Linked DNA regions of Zea mays: region 1 is linked to region 2. The links are chromatin contacts, called in public Hi-C maps. All regions are on one chromosome and are shown on one strand. The core of a region is the stretch at or near the end of the contact, and the rest is flanking DNA. Distances in the headings are between cores, read along the strand shown. Region 1 holds the start of LOC100273074. Region 2 holds the start of LOC100303991 (wound responsive protein).

Region 1 (4,106 bases), core at 828-3,327, 660 kb after region 2:
CCGTCGGCGGGGGAGAGGGCGGGGTGAGCTCGAATGTCGCTCTTCCACCACGCGGGGAAGACGTCGCCGATTCCGCCGCCGACGGGCGGGCTGTTGGGCGCCATTGTTGCTGTCGCACGGCGGGGGAAGGAGTATCATGTCGTAGCTGCCATCGAGGGACATGAACTCAAGACTCCTGAAACGAAGCCCGTCCCGGGCTGAAAAGGTTGCTGGAGACTGCCCATCTGGAGCTTGACGGGAAGCTATTCGTCAACACGCAGCAGGCCCCTACCTGGCGCGCCAACTGTCGGCGTTTCGAGACCGGGGGGTCCCTGGGCCGACGAGTGAAATGTCGCCGCGTGCCCCAGCCCAGATAGGTCGGCACGAGACGGAGCGCAAAGGGGGGAAGAAAGGGCAGCCGGAGCGAGAGAGGGAGGTGGAAATCCCGCGGCCTTCGTGTTTGTCCCGCGCCCAGGTCGGGTGCGCTTGCAGTAGGGGGTTACAAGCGTCCACGCGGGAGAGGGGGCGAGCGGCCTCACGCGAGCGCCTGTCCCGTCCTCTTCCCCGCGCGGCCAACCCTCTGTAAGAGGGCCTTGGTCCTTCCTTTTATAGGCGCAAGGAGAGGATCCAGGTGTACAACGGGGGTGTAGCAGAGTGCTAACGTGTCTAGCGGAGGAGAGCTAGCGCCCTAAGTACATGCCATCGTGGCAGCCGGAGAGGTTTTGGCACCCGGTTCGTGTGGTGTCGTGGCCGTCGGAGGAGCGCTGAAGCCTGGCGGAAGGACAGCTGTCGGAGCTGTTGAGTCCTTGCTGACGTCCTCTTGCTTTCGTAAGGGGGCCGAGAGCCGCCGTCGTCATAGAGCATGCAGGGCGCCATCATTGCTTGTCTGGCGGAGCGAGCCAGATGGGACGCCATTCTTGTTTCCCGTAGCCCGAGTCGGCTTGGGGTAGGGTAATGATGGCGCCTCCTGTTGACGTGGCCGGCCCGCGCCCTAGGTTGGGCGATGTGGAGGCTCCTCCGAGGTCGAGGTCGAGTCTGTCTTCCGAGGCCGAGGTCGAGTCCGAGCCCCTGGGTCGGGCGAGGCGGAGACCGTCGGCGAAGGCCAGGGCTGAGTCTGAGCCCTGGGTCGGGCGGAGCGGAGTTCGTCGTCTTCCGGGGCTGAGCCCGAGTCCGAGCCCTGGGTCGTGCGGAGCGGAGTTCGTCGTCTTCCGGGGCTGAGCCCGAGTCCGAGCCCTGGGTCGGGCGGAGCGGAGTTCGCCGTCTTTCGGGGCGGAGCCCGAGTCCGAGCCCTGGGTCGGGCGGAGCGGAGTTCGCCGTCTTCCGGGGCCGAGCCCGAGTCCGAGCCCTAGGTCGGACGGAGCGGAGTTCGCCGTCTTCCGGGGCCGAGCCCAAGTCCGAGCCCTGGGTCGGGCGGAGCGGAGTTCGCCGTCTTCCGGGGCTTAGCCCGAGTCCGAGCCCTGGGTCGGACGAAGCGGAGTTTCCTATGGTGCCTGAGGCCGGGCCTGGCTGCCTGTCAGCCTCGCTCTGTCGAGCGGCACAGCAGTCGGAGCGGCGCAGGCGGCGCTGTCCTTCTGTCTGGCCGGTCAGTGGAGCGGCGAAGTGACTGCGGTCACTTCGGCTCTGTCGACTGGAGGACGCGCGTCAGGATAAAGGTGTCAGGCCACCTTTGCATTAAATGCCTCTGCGATTTGGTCGGTTGGCGTGGCGATTTGGCCAGGGTTGCTTCTTGGCGAAGATTGGGCCTCGGGCGAGCCGGAAGTATGTTCGTCGCTGGAGGGGGCCTCGGGCGAGGCGTGATCGAGTCCCTCGAATGGACCGATCCCTGACTTAATCGCACCCATCAGGCATTTGCAGCTTTGTGCTGATGGAGTAACCAGCTGAGAATTAGGAGTCTTGAGGGTACCCCTAATTATGGTCCCCGACGCAGTGTGAGCTATTTACTATTAAGTCACCCTGCGTTTATGATTTGTATGACCATTTGTGTCTATAATTTATATGTCTGATGGTAAAATAGAGAAACCCACAATTAAGAGTGACAAAATAGGAAATTTCCCCTCCAAACAGGGTCATATCTCTCGCTCGCCCTTTCCCCTTCGATGCAACTGGTGTGGCGGCGGCGGCTGCGGGCGGCGTGATACGGCACCCCCTCCTCCCGCCCCCTTATGCAAGCGGGCAATCAGAACTCCGATCACCCGCACGCCGGCACGCCAGTGTCGTCTTCGCAACCATGAACTCCATCGAGCCTTTCAACCGGTGAGCCCCGACCCTACTCCAATCTTGAAACCCTAGCCGCAGCCGTTGCTGACCTCCGCGCGGGACCGGGTGGGTTGGCTTTCTGGCAGGCTGGTGAGGCTGGCGGCCCGCGCCTTCTACGACGACGTCTCCATGAAGGGCGACAACCAGCCCAAGACTTCCCGCGGGGACAACCGCGGCATGGCCGTCGTCGTCCTGGACGCGCTCACCAGGTACCGGATGCGAACTATTTCTATTGAACCGTCTGTCTTCTCGATAAAAAAATTAGTTGTGTACATGAGAAGCTCGGTTACAATATGGTCGGAGTGGTGGATGGTTGCCTAGCACGACCACCTTGCCTTCATATGCCATCAACATACCTCACCTGCTGGTCCAGTGACACCTCACTCATGTTATATCTTTCGAATGCTTGCTTACTTTTCTTCTATGCAGCACGATTGCGGCAGTTTCCCAAAAAATCTGCATACTTTTTACTATTTTAAAATGTAAAGATAATAACACATTAAAACTGAAAATATAAAACAGCAACCTACTTAACTACATGTTGCGGCTGCAAGGAAAGGCAAAGGCTTCTAAAAAGTATGGATTTCTTAGAAAATTGAAAGGTACCCCTGCAAGCATAGAAGAGGACATTAGACCACTTAGCATTTTAACAAAGAATTGAATACATAGACAAGGGAAAGTGCTTCTCTCAGCTTCATACCTCCTTAGTAAATTGCTCTACTAATTAAAGCATCCAAGTGCTTAGAGCATCTCCACTAGTTCCCAAAATAATAGTTGGTAAATCAATGAGTTTTTCAAGTGGCTAAACAAATATTTGGAGCATATTTGTTGTTTTCCTCCAGCAGTTTCCAAAATATCTCTTCTAAAATATAGAAGTCAATTTTGCATCAGGAATCGTGAACTATTTATAAAGCACCACAACCACTTTTATACTTTCTTTCTCTCTTTTACATTTGCATTTGAAATTCTGTCCTACTTATTTGGCCCATGTTCTCCCACCTCCAGATTCCAGATTGGCAGATCAGAGTTGAGATAGGGAGTTGTTGGGGAGCAGTTTTTTTTCTCTATCTTGCCAAAAAATCTACGTGGGAGTGGTTTTTGGAAACTCTTGGAGATGCTATTGTGGTCTTCCAATGGCCAAGCTTTTTCCAATGTAGAAGTAGGCCCCCTTTTCTTCTTGTTTCTATTGGTGGTATTGCCTGAGGAACAGTAGGCAAAGAATGACTTGTTGCCTTAGACCTTTCCACCAGTTCCTTCCAGCTCTCAATTTTCTTCCTCATGTCACTAAGCGTTTCAAATGGAACAATAGGACATCTATTTACCTATTCCCCTTTCTCCCTTCTGCAGCAAACGAGGTTCAACTCTAGTGTATCTACTCAGTTTTTGCATTGGACAATACTTGCATCACAATAAAGTTCTACTAGCTCTAGGCTTCTCCAGAATGGTGACGTGATCCCAAAGTGGAGCCTTGATGTCTGTTGTGGTTTGGCCACATATCCTACGCTAGGACTAGGCACTAGCAATACTCATATTTGGATTTATAAAAAACATATTTGGAGATGCCACCTACTGCATAAAGCAATCAAGCATGAACAACATTAATCAGGAAGAAGTGGGGAACAAAGAAAATAAAGCAACAAGAAATCAAGAACTTCAAAAGTAGTGTACATCGAGAATGGGAAGAGGAAGTGGGAGCAAAGAGATCAAGCAACAATAATTGAAGAACTGCAGGTGCAGGGACAAACCGACAAAGTATATCGACAACAGGGAAGGGGATGAACTCATGGGAGGTTGTCGGATCCATGTCATGGGGGTAGAGGCTCGTCTCTAGCGGCTGTTGAGTGGGGATGAGGCTTCTCTTGCGTCAGCGC
Region 2 (4,649 bases), core at 611-3,110:
CTCAACTGGAAAAGAACACAAAACCAGATTTTACCTTAGGAATAGGTACTGGAGACACACCAAAGTACTACCAGTAGCTAATTTGTAAATTGACTATTAAATATTCAAATTGCTTTCCATTCCATCAACATAATTTAATTTGTGTTGAGTTCAAACATGATTTCGATTCAAATCGTCAACTTGCAACTTGCATATAATAATGTATGGTACCAATGATGATATAATATGCACAATAGTTTGCAACATAGGCACAATATCAGTACAGTTACAAGATAAATTACAAGTTGCAATGGAATGCATTCAGATTTTTCATTCAGACAGTAAGATGCTTGAGACAAATGAGCGGAACATGGAATGTCAAGCAACTAATCACGTAGCAAAATTAAGTCTAAGGTAGCAAATAAATAAAGCCTAAGTAAAACTTGAATGTTGTGTGGCATTCTCCATATAAAAGCAGACCATCTTGTGTGAAGAATTACCTGCTTCTAGCACAGTAGAATTAACATAGTCTTCATCACTCTCGCTAGAGTTTCCAGCCATGTATCCATTACCATCAGAAGACGAGCTGAAGCTACAGCATGGACCTATGTTCTTCGTAGATGTTTGAGAGATGGGAGAAATGAATCTTGAAATGTTTCTGTATTTTGAAATGGCACCAAACAATGCAGTCCCAAGCTGCCCGGATTTGGTCAGGGAGTTGTTGATCAGCGCAGCAGCAGGCAGTTTCGCTTGCATTGCAGGACGGCAGAAAACAGGTCCCTCCATCGCCATCAATCTGCCTCCATGAAAAAATGGAACAAATAAATAAATATCCGTGTCCAGATAATGTTGTGCAGGAATAACCAAGTGGCCTCTAGAAGCAGAAAAGTCAGAAAATGATTCTTGGCCTGCGCCTATGCTACAACTATCAGTTTTATTTTTTCAAAAACAACTATCAGTTTTCAATTTCATGACACTGACGTATCAACCTACAATTTGGATTCAAAAATAAGCTGGATTGCAGTCTTGATCGACAAGTGCTGGACCTTATTTTATATCTCAGCCCCAAACCGTAGCGTCAGATGCCTAAACACTGCCGAATCAAGCACCTAAACCTGACAGCTTCACATATCATTTATTGTTCCCATATACTAATGATCCCTTAATTCGCAGACTATTTCCCATGTTCATCAGCGCCGATGTAAATAAAAATGAACACACGTAACTGAGCATTCGATTGCACTGAACGCCCAGGAGAACACATCCCAAAGATCGCCTCACACCATCCTCATGATGACAGTTATCCAGCCATCCAGGAAGGAATCAACGGAAGGACAGGTGCAGGTGCAAGAATCATGTCCCATACCCCCCTCAGCGCACAGTCCCCAAACAAAACGAGCAGAAACCAAGAGACCAAGCAAGAATCCAAATCGAAGCTCCCATCGAACAATAAACACTCACCCGAAGGAAACTAAATCTCGTTACACGAAGAGGAGCAAGCCGTCGCTGCTCCAATTAACGGGGGGAGAAAACGAGAAGAAACAAAAGAGTCCACGAAATGGTAAAAGAATCCCAAGAGAGTGAATGGAAGCCACAAGAATCGGATCGCAGACCGCATCAAGAACAAGCCTGATTTGGAAAAGGCACGAGGAGAGGTCGTCTTTACGAGCAATGGTCGCCGCTCCTTGGAGCCGAAGAAGCAGAGCACGAGCGCAAATTGAGAGGAGGGGAGAAGAGCGACCGTAGTGGAGTATTAATTGTTGATTTGTTGGAGAAAGAAATAGAAAAGGAGGTGGGGCTGCTTACCTTTCGCTTTATCCGGAAGAGAGAAGAATCGCAAAGCGGTGGGCGAACGACGGCGAGCATCGGTCTCCCAGTAAAAATTACACTTTTGTCCTCCTAATTTATTGACTACTCGAACGTCTTAAAACAGACTTTAGTATCTTTATCTTTATCTTTACAAATAATTAAGTACTCATTGTAGGCGTCTACATCCGCGGTGTTCTGCCTCCAGAAATCTCGGTCGCGATAGCGCCTCTCCATCCCGCCGTCGTCTGCCATTTCTACCATTCCCGTCTATTCCCATCGTGGAAACCGCTCGCCCTCTCCACGCGACATCCAAACGCGCCCGCCCCCTCCCCACCCCACACCAGGCGCCCGCCTCCTCTGCGTCGCATCCGCCGCGAGCTCAAGGCGGGACAGCCTCCACGGCGGCGGGGTCACGCTGAACAGGGAGTCGCTGCAGGGCCGGCGCCTGCACGCCATCTCCGTGTATGTGAGCGGGATGCTGACCGTGCGCGAGACGCTGCTGTTCGCCGCCGAGTTCCGCCTGCCCTGCGCGCTTTCCTCAGAGCGGAAGTGCGCGTGTGTCGACCAGCTCGGCCTCTTCTACGTTGCCGACACCATCAACGGCTGGCGGCGGCGGTGTTTCTATCGCAGCCATGCGCCGTCGACGTCGTCTACGGGGAGGTGTGGGCAGGACGGCTGGCACTGCCGGTGGTGGACGGGAAAGAGCTGTTTGCACGCGGGCTGCTGGGTGTCGAGCTCGGCCCCGATGACGTTCCGCCGTTTGCAGCAAAGCCAGACTGGTGCCCTGTGTTCCTTCGGGTGTGGGGGACAGATATCCTCCGGGTCTACTGAAAGGATAAAAGACCTCACGAAAGGCCCAAGGACCCAATAAATCGTAAGGTCATCCCTTCGTGAACCTGGGGAGGAACGACCAGTGAAGCAGGTTGACGCAAGGCCGGATCGGTGCGAGCCCAGACGGCCCGATGACTTCGAGCAAGTAATCACAACAGTGACCCGACCTTCCCGCGCTGGAACCCCGTATAACGGAACCAAGCGAGGATGGGTCGGCGGAACTATAGGAAGATAGATTCGATTGGTTCACTATCATTTAGGCGCATGCTGTTATCATATCCGCATGTAATGCCCCGCGGTCGAATATATAAGGCCTAGGGGGCACCCCTTCAGATCGATCGATCTCACTACCCAGCCATCTACCCCAACTCTCTACGTTCCTCGCACTAGAGAGTTTCCTTGTAATCCGCCACATAAAACATTCCCGCCAGGACGTAGGGTGTTACGCATCTCTAAGCGGCCCGAACCTGTACACCATTGTTCACAGTTTCTCGTGCGCCCTGCACGAACCATCGAGCTACAGTCGGTAACACCGTCCTACTCCTAAAAAACACCTTGAGGGGCAACCCCGGGTGTGCGGTCGGACCCAAAACACCGACAGCTGGCGCGCCAGGTAGGGGGTGTGTCGCCGATCTAAGCTAGCTTAATGGCCGTCACCTTCCAGCACAAGATCATCCTCCGCCCCGGATCCGTGTTCTGCTTCGGAACTATCTCATCTGTAGAGGATGAGGAAGGAACTCTACATCTCATCGCAGATCCGCCAAGGAGGAAGTCTCCTCCAACAACCTTCGAAAATATCGGGGTGAAGCAGGGAAAAGTGCAACCTCCAGCGCTCCAAAAAAAGATCGCCTTCAGCAAGCCAGGAGCCGAGGGCCCGCTGGCCCAGAGAACTCCACTGTCTACCTCTCCAACGAAAGAATGGACACAAATCGCAAGGAAGAAAGAAACAAATAAAACTGGGAGGAAGCAAGTTGTTCTTTCTGTGCCTCTGCCCTCAAAGGAGAACAGAAAGAAGATCGCCACGACAGCTGCACCATTCTACCACGACGTCCTCTTCATCAGGAGAGTAGAGTCGCCCCCCGTCTCCGACGACGAGCCGACTGCACCCGGAGAGGAACCTCCTTAGCGAGAATCCCGCCGATGAAGGAACCGACGCCGAAATATCTGGCGACATCACGAGGCCGGAGAGCGGGACCCGGAGCAGCCTGTATCGCGAGACGAGGTCTTAGAGATAAGAGAAACTCCGGAGGAACGTGTCTTCAGGGAACGAAGGAATTCCCGACGGCGTGATCGTGAGAGCACCTAGAGGGGGGGGTGAATAGGTGATCCTGTAAAAACTTAAACTTATAGTCACAAAACTTGATTAGGTGTTAGCACAGTTTATGCCAAGTGGCTAGAGAGAATTCAAAACACGATAACCACAAGAAAGCAATCACAGAGTTGACACGGTGGTTATCCCGTGGTTCGGCCAAGTACAAAACTTGCCTACTCCACGTTGTGGCGTCCCAATGGACGAGAGTTGCACTCAACTCCTCTCAAGTGATCCAATGATCAACTTGAATACCACGGTGTTTTTCTTTCCTTTGATCTTTTCCCGTTTGCGAGGAATCTCCACAACTTGGAGTCTCTCGCCCTTACAGTTGAGTTCACAAAGAAATACGGAGTAAGGTGGGAATGAGCAACGCACACAAGACTCTAAAATCAGAGCAACAACACGCACACAAGTCGCAACAAGAGCTCGCAACGCAACACAAAGAGTTCACAACTCCACAAGAGCTCTATATGCTATCACAATGAAACGAATGCGTGAGATTGATGTCTTGGTGCTTAGAAGAGTTGTAGGAATGCTTGGTGTACTCCTCCATGCGCCTAGGGGTCCCTTTTATAGCCCCAAGGCAGCTAGGAGCCGTTGGGAACAAATCTGGAAAGCCATCTTTGCCTTCTGTCTCGTGGCGCACCGGACAGTCCGGTGCACACCGGACACTGTCCGGTGCCCGATTTGTTTCCTTAAATGGCGAAGCCGACCGTTG

What was found. Hi-C and Micro-C count contacts between places; a contact is called where the count stands out from the background.
Region 1: a contact with region 2 is called in a Hi-C map of ear, with 3 times the contacts expected there. The contact joins the promoter of LOC100273074 here to the promoter of LOC100303991 in region 2. A contact is called at or near these places in 2 of 25 Hi-C or Micro-C datasets (bundle sheath and ear).

What each region holds. Positions count from the first base shown.
Region 1 is chr1:146,090,920-146,095,025 of Zm-B73-REFERENCE-NAM-5.0, forward strand. It overlaps LOC100273074, which reads left to right and starts at 2,078. Exons shown (of 10, transcript NM_001147523.1): 1 at 2,078-2,232; 2 at 2,322-2,444. The coding sequence starts at 2,207.
Region 2 is chr1:145,427,616-145,432,264 of Zm-B73-REFERENCE-NAM-5.0, forward strand. It overlaps LOC100303991 (wound responsive protein), which reads right to left and starts at 1,861. Exons shown (of 11, transcript NM_001414262.1): 1 at 1,786-1,861; 2 at 480-775; 3 at 1-5. The coding sequence starts at 771. It also overlaps the pseudogene LOC103644943.